Regions from separate parts of the Mus musculus genome. Here region 1 is linked to region 2. Evidence: chromatin contacts called from public promoter capture Hi-C data. All regions are on one chromosome and are shown on one strand. The core of a region is the stretch at or near the end of the contact, and the rest is flanking DNA. Distances in the headings are between cores, read along the strand shown. Region 1 holds the start of Cc2d2b (coiled-coil and C2 domain containing 2B). Region 2 holds the start of Lgi1 (leucine-rich repeat LGI family, member 1).

Region 1 (6,372 bases), core at 3,183-5,682, 2.5 Mb after region 2:
ATGTTCTCTGACCTCCACGTGCACACCATGGCACGTGCCCACTCACACAATAAATAAGCACATAAATACGCAGATATAACAAGAAGGAAGTCCTTGGTGGCATGATGGCCGATGGAGGCCAGACACTGTGGGTGGGACAGTAACAGGTTAGGAAAGCCAAAAGATTACTTTTTTTTTCCTACAAGTTTGGATATAAAGAAAGAAATCTGAGAGTTATTTTTGTTGTTGTTGCTGCTGGGAAGAGGGAGACAGAACAGTGCTGTGAGATAGGACAAGGGTGAATGGTAATTAAGATTTCAGGAACAAGGTCCTAGAAGGGACAGGACCGCAGCTGTGGATGGCACCAGCATACACGTTCTCTTAGAGCAGGAGACTCCGCTATCTGCCATGGTGGCCTGGTGGCCAGCATCCAGGTCTGAATCTCTATGGCTTCTCGAAAGCAAAGCCAGCTGCTGAGCATTTAGGGCTGGCTGTGGGGTAGGCTTGGGAAGTGCTAGGGTTAAAGCACCAGCTATGGGCAGGAACAGACCGGTAGCCACAGCACCAGGGATTATGCTGTGTGTGTGCTCCTGGTAACAATCACTTTTGTGTGTGTGTGTGTGTGTGTGTAACTTAGATGATTTAGTGACTTCTTCACGGGCCTGGAAAGATAGCCCAGCAGTTAAGGGCACCTGCTGCTCTTAACTTTTAAGACCTCTATGGATACTGTATGTACATGTCGCACATGTATTTATGCAGATAAGCACTCATACACATTTTTAAAGGGCACTTGTTCTTGCAGGGATCCAGTTTCTATTTCCGGGACACACACAGGTCACTCTTACAAAATTAGATAAATTTTAAAAAGGCAAAGACCAAAGAAACATAGAAGAGAATATTAGAGTCTTAGCCACACCAAGTAGGGGAACTCAAGGTTCAGGACTAGTGTATAGTGACTATTTTAATCCTCCCTGGATCCTGTGGTTAAGGAAAAGAAAGGCGGTGGTGGCCAGGATGGGGTGGGGGTAAGGGGGGAGGGGGAGCACTCAGTTTGGTGCTAAAGACTGACCAGGAGACTGACCAGTAAGTGACAATGTTGAGCAGAGGAGAGGTGACATGGAGGTGTGTCCCTGTGATACCAGTGTTCATGTGGCTGAGACAGGACAGACGGAGTTTGGAAGCCAACCTGGGGTACACAGTGACAGCTTGTCTGAAAACAAACAAACAAACAAAAAAGGTACAGGAACAGGCACCCGTGCTTTAGAAGGGAGGACGTCAGGGCCCGGGGAGTCACATGGAGACAGAGAATACAGATGTTGCTTCCAGGCACTGCTGAGCATGGGTTTAGCTCTCCCTGTGGGGGCCCCGGGGATGCTAGGAAAGTGGTGTCCTTAAGCAAAAGCCAGGCTCCCAAATCTGCAAGGAGTGTCCTGTGAGAGAAAGGGACACAGGAGGTCACTTTTTGTCCCATATGGTAGTCCAGAGGAAGAGCAGAAAGTGAGATAATTAGTAGGGGTCAGAAGTGTGGAGATGAGGCCGTATAGGAGTAGGGTCATCTGGGTGGGTAGAGAAGCCAGAGGCAGGATGGGAGTCCACGGAGCTCAAACAAACCAAGAGACCCTGAGACATTATTGTTACTAAAGTGTAACAGCAGAAGAAGTTCTGTCACTGTACTGTTTAAAAAGGAAAATAATTATAGGAAAACTCAGATGTAACCCTCAGAATGAAAGAATTAAGAACGTTTCTCTTCTTTTAACATAATATTCAGAGAATATTATGATATTATGAATATTATGAAAATATGAATATTAGAATATCTTCTTTTAACAAAATATTCAGAGAATAAAATCAAAGCTGAGAAATTCAATAGGCTCATACAAGATGACCAAAAAAAAAAATGGAGGGCTCTATAAATAAGTTCTGAATATTTAGATTTGAGAGAGAGGCCCCAGCTTTAATTCACTCCACGCCTGCTAAGGACCCATGGTAGCATTCTGCTTTGTTGCAGGACAAATCTTTGCTGTGACATCACCCCGTGTGCTACAGTTTGTCCCTGTCATTGTAAAACTCTGGCTTTGTCACAGAAAAGCTTTAAGAAATGGACAGATGGACAGGGGTCAGGACAGGCCTGCCTAGACTTGAAGATTCTGGTTCTGCTGGACATGGATGTAATGTGGGGGGGAGGGGTGGGGGGGATACGTCTTCCATGTGGTGACACTGTCAGAACAGAGCTAGTACCTCAGATGTAGTGGTCAATATTAGCTGTCAATCCGACAGGGTCTGCAATCTCCTAGGAGACAAGCTAGTGAGAGACCGTCTAAATGAGGCTCACCAGTTTTCTAGATAGGGTTAATTGAAGTGGGCAGGCCAACCCTGAGTGCAGGTGGCAATACCGTCCTATGGATGGCAGCACTGGGCTAAACAAAAAGGCTTTCTCTGTGCACAGAAGACACTGTAGACGACTTCTCAGTAACTATTGCTGCCTTGGATGATTGCCTGCCTGCCTGCCTGCCTGCCTGCCTGCCTGCCTGCCTGTGCAGATGTCTTTCTAATTCTTTGCCAAGAAATTAAAAATGTTCTATGAAATCTGATCTGTAGCTAGAGCAGTTAAAAAAATATATTATAGCCTGAATCAAAACAGTTCTGCATGTGAGATTAGACCACTAGTTTGAAATATCTACTGGATGTCAATTCTTACTCCGACTCCCTCCCCTCTGATAGGAAATGCTCTTTAACCTTGAAAATATTTAGAATTCCTCAACATCTGTTCGATAAACTCTTTGGTAGGAGATCTTGAATCCTACATTATCTTGACTTAGGTATTTGGACCCATATACTTAATGCTTAGGTATAATAGCAATAATACATTGTAGCACACACACACACACACACACACACACACACACACACACACCATGTGTACTTTTAAAAAATGCATAGCACTGGTTGATAATCCTGGAAATTAAATGTTCTTAAAGTTCATCATATTCTGTGATGCTTGCAACATGCAGACATTTCCCATTTAATCCGTGACATCAGTATGTAAGGGAAACACTCTTGACTCTGCTTTCTGACTCTGCTGTTGGACTGTAGAGATGGCCTGGCCCCTAAGGGCTAAGCTCACAACCCAAACGACAAGAATCTACCACCATTGCTCTTAAATTGCTATACCAGATGAGCCCTAGACAACAAGGATTTTATTTGGAATGAGAATTTGTCCAAATAAATTTTGAGGCGTGGACACAGTTAACAGTAAGTCGTTTTTTGTTTGTTTGCTTTTTCAGATAATGAGGCAAGTGGAACTTCTGAGTTCGTTCCCTTGTGCCGCAGGGTCTCTACCTCGCCTGGGCAGTCACCTTTGCAGCTGCTCTATTTCCCTACGTCCCTTTTCTCGAGGCCCGTTAAGTTTTAAAGACCTCCTAAGTGTCTTCAGAATCTCAGGCTAACGGCTCAATGGGGCGGACACAGAAAGAGGTTCATAAAAACAGCATATTGGAATGAAGGGACACACATCACTGTGCTCAGCCCCACTTGCAAACTCCCAACTGTATCAGTTCTGTTTAGGTCATCATTATTTTAACAAGGAACAAAGAGGCTTGCAGGGTGGGGACATACCGCTGTTTGATTTGTTTATTCATTTACTGCCTGCGATGGTGCGTTCGTGGTGTAGGTCGGCTTGCGGAGGCCACAGTGTGACGCTGGTTGTCTTCTGCCATCATACTACACTTTATTTGCTGAGACTTTGCTCTCTTCTGGAACCCAGAGCTTGCCCTGGGGGATTCCTGCGGCTGTCTCCACACTTGCCTGGCCTTACGTGGGTTCAGGGAATCTTAACTTCACTGACATTACAGTCTATGTGCTGAGCCATCTCCCCAGCCCCAAACTACCACTACTTCTCCTTCATAGATTTATTTTATTTTTAATTATGTTTCTATGGGTGTGGGAGGATATGTATATGTGTGAATGCAGGTGCTAGCCAGGCCAGAAGAGGGCATCAGGAGTTACAGGCAGGCGGTTGTGGGCCACCTAACTGGGTGCTGGGACGCGGGCCTCTGTAAGGGCAGTAAGTGCTCCTCATCGCTTGCTCTCCAGCACCCAGCCCAAGACTTAAAAGATATTAAATTTGTGACACGAATTGCAAGCTCTGAAAAAAAAATTGTTTGCACTGAGGGCTGTGGCATGGGGCCAGACACCAGTCTCTTGAAATGAAAAGCATCCACACTGCGCACCCGCTCTCCTGTCCCCTCTCCGTGGCGTGGCGCATGCAGTTCTTAAGCCGCCACTAACCCCCACCCCAAAGGGAGGGGCAAGAGAGGCCCGAGGGATGCGGGGGGGGGGGGGAGGGTTAGCTCAGGTGCACGAGGAGATCTCATGCACTGAGGCTGGATCAGAACCAGATGGCTGGGGAGGGGAGGGGCAGAGGGCAAAAACGCTCGCACTGCGCATGCTCTTCGGCTGTAGGCGTTGATAGCTGCTCAGGATCTGTCTTCACTTCCCAGACGCATCGAAAAGCAGTGTCCATCAGGTGAATGTCTTATCTCTCAAGGTCCCCATGACGGTACCAGAGTACACTGGGGATGCACCCCTCCTCTGTGCGGAATCCTGGGGCTGGGATAACAAGGCAACTAGGTGAAGTGGCAAGAGAGGGCACGGAACCGCGCCACCTGCCAGTCATCCCGGTTTTAGGAATAGGGGTGAAAACGTGTACATTTCACAGCTTCGAGGTCAGGGAGGGGTTTGGATTAAGTTCCGGTCAGAAAAATATTTCCTGAGTGGAGGAGGCTGGGCGGCTGGAGTTGAACTCTTTGCTAGGGTAAGCATTAGGACAACACCTTAGAATCAGCGGAACTACTTCAAGGTAATTTACTTCAAGCGGAACTTACTTCAAGGTAAGTACTGACAGAAGGCAGGTACAAGAGCTAGGAGAAAGTCCCTAGAAGACTACAGGATGCGAATTAGGCTCGAAATGTGGCGTGCAGTCCATTGAGAAAAGTTACAAAACTCAAAGCAAAGTGATGACCAGGAAAAAGCAGTCTTGCTTCACCCCTAGGTGGCAAGTGTGGCCCGAGGGCCCTCGCACTGAGAAGGGCCTCAGGGTTTCTCCAATTGAGACTGGAGTCCAGACCCAGAGATGGCTCTTCGACCTAGAATATAAACAGCACAGGACTCTCGCCAGTTTCACTAGACCCGGTGTCCGTGCTCCGTCGGTAATCCAGTGCACTCTGATAATTCTCAAGATCAGTTTCCAGGTAGCATCATTACATTGCCTTGGGTGTGTTAGATACAAGCCTTCAGTCCATAGGACAATCTGTGTCACCTGCACGCCTTCCTCAAACCATGCTGTAGGGCTTTGAGGGGGCAAAGGGGCAGAAGTGAAATCTTCTTGGTCTTGAGAGCACAGGGAACTTGGTTTTGATGTTTCCCAAAGATACCAGTTTACAGTTCAGAAGGTTTCTTTTCGGGCCATGCATGCATTCCTTGGGTCCTCCTGTCTCAGCTTCTCCTGTGTTAGGATTTCAGACATGCATCTCCAGCTGAGCCTGGGCCGAGATTCCCACTTCTTGATTTAGGGGGAAAAATCACAGATAAGTAAAAGATAAGAATTTCTGAACCTGTCAGGTAGTAAAATATCTGAGGGTCCTGATGCTTATTAAAGAATATGGCTGGTGGGAGGCTTTTGTTAAATTCTGCTTTTTCTGTAACCTGCTCCTAAAGGATAGTTGATGCTATGTGTTTAGTGGATTTTTATTTGGACAAAATGCAGCCCACTGTTTGAATTTTTATTGGAATATATTTTTTTTGGCACAACGTTCTAGCTCAAATAAAAGAAATTCTGAAGAACGCGACATAAGAAACACAACTGTCTGCAAGCATAACAGAGTATCATTAATAGTGTCAGGGATTGGTGCTTGCCCCGTTGGCTGGGTCTCAAGTTGGGACAGTTCTTATTGGCCATTCCCTCAGTCTCTGCTCCATCCCTGGGGCCTACATTTCTAATAGACAGGATAAATTTGGGGTTGAAAGTTTGGTGGGTGGGTTGGTGTCTCTAATGGCTCCACCGGGGTTCCTGCCTGGCTAATGGGAAGTGGTCTTGTCAAGTTCCATATCCCCAAAGTTGTGAGTCACAGCTAAGGTCACTCCCATTGATTCTTGGGTGCCTTTCTTATCCCAGTTCTCTGTCTCTCTTGGAGATGCCCCCTCCTCCTCATCTCGTCAGTTGCAGAGTTTATTTGCCTGTACGAGGGATATGTTCTTCTAGCTGGGCTGCCTTGTCTGGCCTCAGTGGGAGAAGAAGCTCCTAGCTTTGCAAAGACTTGAAGTGCCAAGGTAGGGGGATACCCAAGGGGCCCCCACCTGCTCAGAGGAGAGGGGGATGGGATTGGGGAATTAGGG
Region 2 (6,272 bases), core at 1,195-3,694:
GCTTGTCAATCTTGATATCTGGTTGTATCTGAGAGGCTATCCTAGGGAGGGAATATCCTGTTTGACCCCGTTGGTTGTTTGAATCACCTATTTACCATTGTTTTGTGTCATACAGGGTAATGGCTCTGTCAACAGGTGTCTGTGTGGGGGCTCAGTGCCTCAGTTTCCCCATCAAAATATAATATGCAGGGGTTGGATCCAAGATCTAAGGTCCATGAAGACGTTCAAGGCCACTGTGTCGTGGTTAACAAAAGTTATTAAAAATCAGGGAATTAAGAGAGCGGCAATTTGAATAAAATGACGGTATAAAATCCTCACCGTGTAATCTCCTTATATGCAGAGAGATCCCATCCTGCACTTGCAGAAGGATTCAATTTTTAAAAGATTCAACTTGTGGCCACCTTTGAAGTGATACATTACTGGTGAGCTGAGGCTTGCCCACGGGTCTGGGTTTCCGAGAACAGTCTCTTTCATCCACAGTGGTAACACAGTCCATTTTACAGGCAGGGCTTCTCTAAGACCTGTCTTTTTGAAACATGCACCAGGAAAGAATTTCTGCTTAAAGCAGCAGCAGCAGCATCCTATGGCTCGGCAGAGCACCCCAGGCTTTGCACAAGCTGTTCCCTCCTCGCTCCTTCACTGTTTCTTCATAGAAGTGTGCCCTGACCTCTCCGACCAAGGCAAGTCCCTTTATTATAACACTGTGGGGCAATTTGAAGTATATTAGGTGAATATATGATTACTGCATGTGAATAGACCATGCATTGTCCAACGAGCTCCTACAGGCACGTTGGATACCCCCACCTTGTACACAGTGAATGCTGGCCCTGGTTTGCAGCAGTTTCCACTTCCATGAAGCTTTTAATCCTCTCGAATCAACATTATCACCACCACCATCATCATCCTCATCCCAGCAATCCAATAAGAGTGTGAACATGACTAACACTGCCCTCCTCTCACAAAGCCAATAGAGTTAAAGGAGCCATTGAGCCCGGAGTCAGTTGTAACACCTACCTGTAATCCCACAACTTTGGAGGCTGAGGCAGAAAGAACAAAACCTAAGATCATCACAGGCTACATAGACAGACAGCAAGGCTCTTTTTTTTTTTTTTTTTTTAAGCCAACAAACAAAAGGAGTTCACTGAAGTTGGCCTAGGGTCAGCTACAAGGGGCGGGGGGGGGGGGGGGAGAATGGCAAGGCAAAGACCTCTGATAAGGGTGGCTTTGTCTCATAAAGGCACGGGTACTCGAACAATTCATTTTATACGTTCAATTTTTAAAAGCAAGAAAAGGAAGGACCGTGCTTGACTTACCAGAGTGGCTATGCCACCATGAGGGATGGCCGCCATCAGCTTGGTCAAAGGACATTCTTTTCTACTGTCCTAAGGATATTTTCACTCTCTGGGGCTGGACAACCTCACAGCCAAGGTCACACTATTTTGATTTTGTCCTTAAACAAACTTCCCTTTCCAAGAGAGTGTCTTCTTCTTCCCTATGATATATGCCAATAAGAGCCTGTGATTTTTATTTGGTTCCCACAGTCATGAGGAGACCATCTGTCCTATCGTCTCTATCATCCCTAATGTCCCCACTCTACAGGCAGGATAGCTCCCTTGTCTGTAAAAATCCGCTCTTTCCAGATGACCTGGGATCTCCAAGTGGGGTCTCTAGCTTACTCTAGCACTTCACTTTATTGCAGCCTGCTGGGTGAGCCAGACCCAGTTTCAAAGCCCCAGGAAGCTGGAGTTGGCTGCCTCCTGCTGGCAGGGAGTACGTTCCAGCCTTTTAGAAGGAACACTGCCAAAGAAGGGAGAGCAAGAAGGGAGGAGACTGGATTATACACAGGGGCGGCTTACCATTCTGTCGCCTCCCTGTCGTGGAGGGAGGAGTGGGCTGTGCAAGGTGGTGGGGGATTATGAAAATCAATAATTTGTAATAGTTGATAAGTGTCAGAGAAGTATTCAGTCACACTGTATTCCCCTGAAATTGACAGTCTCCGTGTGTTCACGGGTTTTTCATTCAACGGTGGCATCAACCAGGTGGGCTCTGCCAGGGAAGGCACGGATTTAACAGCAGACAGCTTCATTTAACTTCCTCTTCCCAGCCAAGACTGTCCCCCAAGCTAGTTTTTCTTACTAGGCTGTTTGCTACATGAAGAGCAAATTCCCAGAGGTTCCCGAGATTGCCCACATCCTATGCTAAGATGCTATGCCCCACCGCCCGCCCGCCCACCCACCCACTAATAAGACATAATGCCGTCCTATTTTTGGTAACAATTAAAGGGCCTCCCGGTGAAAGCAGAAAGCTGTTTATTTTCTGTTACATCACTTCGCTTGCCTTCGAAGACTGGTCTGTGCTCAGTGTTTTCTGTGAAGTGAGTCGGCTCTCTTCCTCCAGCAGTTGGCTCGCTCCCACCTCGCAGCACCTCACAGGTCTCTTCCCCCAGCAGTGCGCTGCCTGAGCGAGGAACAGCTCACGAATCAGCTGGAGGTCCCTGTTTTGAAAAAAAAAAAAAAAAAAAAAAAAGCAGATAGAGAAGCAGAGAAGGGTGGACTCCTATGTGACCTGTTCTTAGAGCAAGACAATCAGCAGCTGAATTCCAGAAGCCCTGTTCATGTGTGGGGATATTCTCTCGACTGCATGGAATCAGAAAGCAGCAGAAGGATGGGAAATGCCTGCATTCCCCTGAAAAGAATTGCCTATTTCCTATGCCTCTTTTCTGTGGTTTTGCTGACTGAGGGGAAGAAACCAGCGAAGCCAAAATGCCCTGCCGTGTGTACTTGTAGCAAAGATAACGCTTTATGTGAGAATGCGAGATCCATTCCACGCACCGTTCCTCCTGATGTTATCTCACTGTAAGGCCCGTAAGCATTTTGATATCTAATTTACAATTTAAAAGAAAAAATCCAGCTGGTGGATTTGGGGGTTTGTATGTATTCTGAGAGGGGCATGGAGCTCGTGAGACAGATTCCTCTTGCATGCCTGACCATTTGACAGCACTAACATTTTCCTGCATTTAAAATTTGTGATTTTTTGATAAGCTGCTAGTGATCATGCTTAGTTAGCCCCCACCCTGGACATTATCCGGAGGCACCTGGAGCAGGCTTCTCTTTCTCTCTCTCTCTCTCTCTCTCTCTCTCTCTCTCTCTCTCTCTCTCTCTCTCTCTCTCTCGCTTCCTCTAGGAAGGGACAGAATCGTACTTTATAAAATAGTGGGGGAATATAGCAACTGTTATGGTAAATTGGATTAACATAAGATCTATTCTCTGTGTGTGTCTCTTTGTGTGTGTGTCTGTTTGTTTTGTGTGTGTGTGTGTTTTGTTTTCTTTCAGATCCTTTGTGAGATCTGGTTTTACTGAAATCTCAGAAGGGAGTTTCTTATTCACACCATCGCTGCAGCTCTTGTGAGAAACATTTATATAATGACTATTTTTAATATGGCATGTATTCGGATAAGCCTTCTAGTAAAACGAGCTTAATATTGTTTCTGTTGAATGTGATGATGCTTCTGAAAGGGGCGAGAACATGGGTAAAGCGGGAGATAGATGGGTTATTTGTAACTTCACATCCACCATAAAAGTTGATTCTTTAAATTCAATTACCTGTGATGCTGTCTAGCTTAATGGCTATTTGTGAAGTTGTTGGGACGATGCAACAAGAATACTAATTTTGATGATCTTACTTTCATTTTTAACTTGGGGAACTTCGGTTATTTTGCGCTGGAGTTCTTGGGTTTGTCAATTCAGAGCCCAGCATCACATATGCACTCAAGATGTTGTCTCTTGGGGATCTGGGGCAGACTATGTCTCTGTATGATTTACCATGTGGGGAGAAAAAGAGAGAGGAAAAAAAACACCCTTGGTTCTTTCTAGGTAATTTCTTAAAATACGAATTCTCAAGAGGCTGCTTTCTAATTTATAACTAGTCCCCTCACAGCAAGGAAAAGATGATATTAATACAGCAAATACTCCTTGTTCTATGTTTTGAGATGGCCACAAGGGAGCCACATATTCAGTCCATGCCTGAAAAATATTCAAAAATAGCACTGGACTAGGAAATCAGACCTCTTTACAGGGATAATGAAATATGTATAATTTGTTCTGATGAATAATGTTTGGCAACTGGAGCCTAGTTCTTCATGGGTATCACATGAGAGTCAAGGGGTCTCTGGTGCTCCAGCATCAATCATAGATTAGCAGACAGACACTTCCAAAACAGACACAGTCGACTGTCCATATGCTGAATTTGAGATATCTTACTTAACTGTGTGATTAAGATCCAAGCTTTTAATTTATTTGCTTTCTAGATTTATATTTGTTTCCTTGCCATCCATGCTTAGCCATTGTGTTTATGCATGGGCAAACACTGTGCATTTGAAGTTGAAGAGTCCTGTGTTCGAATCTCACCCCACTAATCTCATCACACTAATCACTGGAATGTTGCCATGTGGTCTTGTTCAGACCAGCTCTCCCTCTCCCTCTTCTCCCCTCAGCTTCCTTATCTACAAAATGGAAATGATAAGACATATTTTTGAAGTGTTGTGATCAGAGAGAAATAAAAATTTAAGTATTAATTTTTTTAAAAAAAAGGGTCTCACATAGTTCACGCTGACTGACCTTGCCAAGAGCTCTGCTGGTCTTCAGCTTCTGATGTTCTCCCCTTTTCCTCCCCACTGCGGAGATCAAAGGTGTGAATCACTACAAGCAGCTTTAGATCAAGCCCAAGATGTGGGGGTACTGGCCTTGGCAAAGTCTTACATGTTTTTATAAAGGCTGTAGCTTTAATTTTTCTACATCAAGATAAAATGCTAAAAGTTACTTAATATATTCTGTGGTCTGTCAGAAATCCTACAACTGGCTTGACTGTTTGATTGCCGTTACAAACTTGATCAGGTGTTTTGACATTATGTAACAAGGTTTCTTACTGTCCTTTCCTGCCTAAGGCTTTTGGTTGATTGCAATTAAGTACAGAGTTCCTAAGGGTTTATTTATCCGTTTGATTACAGGAAGTGTTAACATGTCAAAGAAAAAAACATGTTTAAACAGGTTTTATAATTCAGAAAGGGGCAATGTCTATAAATCTGGGCTCCTTCTACAGACTGTGCTGATCCTGAGAAAACGATCAGTTTTGCTTACACTATTTATTGGTCATATAAATGGCTTGTTTAAAATGCGCTTTTTAAAAAAAATGTGCTAAGGCAACTGGGATAGTCCAATGAATCCTTAACTTTCAAGACCTCTCAGTCCCCCAGTGCTCTCTCGATCTGACACAAGGTGGACATTGGCTAGACGCTGGAAACCTGGCCTGTACTCTACTTTCTTTCTGTTGGGTAGACTCAGCCACTCTGAGCACAGGTGCCAGGCAATGTCATAGAAATAGTCCCCGGCTGCTGTAGGGCAGTGGGATTTCACGTATTTAGAATCACAGAGGGAAGCCAAGAGCCTGGTTTTAAATAGCCCACACTGAGTGTGTGCCATGCCCCGCTGTCCCATGCTCTGAGTTCCTATGGAACATTCCAGCCCTTATTTCTAAAAGCAGTTCAGGTTTCAGAAGTAACAATGGAGCCAGTAGTTCTGTCCTGTATGTCCTTCATTACCTCATATTGCTGACCTCAGCAGAGTAGATTTGGCCATTCCGATTTTATGCAAAACCACAAAGTTTGTGCATAAGCTCCAAGACCACGTTTTTAAGGACTTTGTTTCCCATGCAACCTGCCCCATGTTCTCTGCTTCCTCATATGCTCAGGAAAAAGCCAAATGAAAGCATTTTTCACTAAGTAAGAAAATCAGTGACTCTGGCATGCTATGACTGCAGACAGAATGTTCTGCAGACAGAAAGAAACCCTACCTGCTACCAACCTGCCATTGGAACAGGAAGTCCCAGGTGTCACTAGCATTGTGTGGTGTTGGCAACAAATTCTAGAGCATAGATCTGTGTATCTGTGAAGAGAACAACTTTAGGATCAATTCTGCTGCGTCTTTGTTGAAGGCAGTTGGCTTCTTTGTTTGGCTAGAACATGAAATGGCTGGTTCCAGTTAGGTGTGGTGGTGCAGCCCTGTCATTGTAGTGTTGCTTGAGAGGTCTGAGACAGGAGGATCTAGAGTTTGAAGCCAGCCTTCATTCAAAGAAAGAGAAAGAAGGAGGAATCTAGGATGAGGCACTCCATCCCTGTCACCCACTCTTACAATCTGGTACTCTGGTTCTGGTCCCAGGTGCTTCCTCGGACCTTCTCTAAGCTAAGAGGGATGCTGAGGACTGTGGCTGGCTGTGCG

Evidence for each region. Promoter capture Hi-C pulls out the DNA fragments that hold promoters and counts their contacts.
Region 1: a promoter capture Hi-C map of hippocampal neurons shows a contact between it and region 2, with 5 times the contacts expected there. A contact is called at or near these places in 2 of 39 promoter capture datasets (hippocampal neurons and liver).

The regions. Positions count from the first base shown.
Region 1 is chr19:40,744,385-40,750,756 of GRCm38.p6, forward strand. It overlaps Cc2d2b (coiled-coil and C2 domain containing 2B), which reads left to right and starts at 4,433. Exons shown (of 35, transcript NM_001376940.1): 1 at 4,433-4,504.
Region 2 is chr19:38,262,243-38,268,514 of GRCm38.p6, forward strand. It overlaps Lgi1 (leucine-rich repeat LGI family, member 1), which reads left to right and starts at 2,445. Exons shown (of 8, transcript NM_020278.3): 1 at 2,445-2,855; 2 at 3,333-3,404. The coding sequence starts at 2,641. Gm32771 (a long non-coding RNA gene) reads right to left here. Exons shown (of 6, transcript XR_003952844.1): 4 at 5,859-5,939; 5 at 4,617-4,672; 6 at 2,292-2,494. Gm32491 (a long non-coding RNA gene) reads left to right here. Exons shown (of 3, transcript XR_386684.3): 3 at 341-420.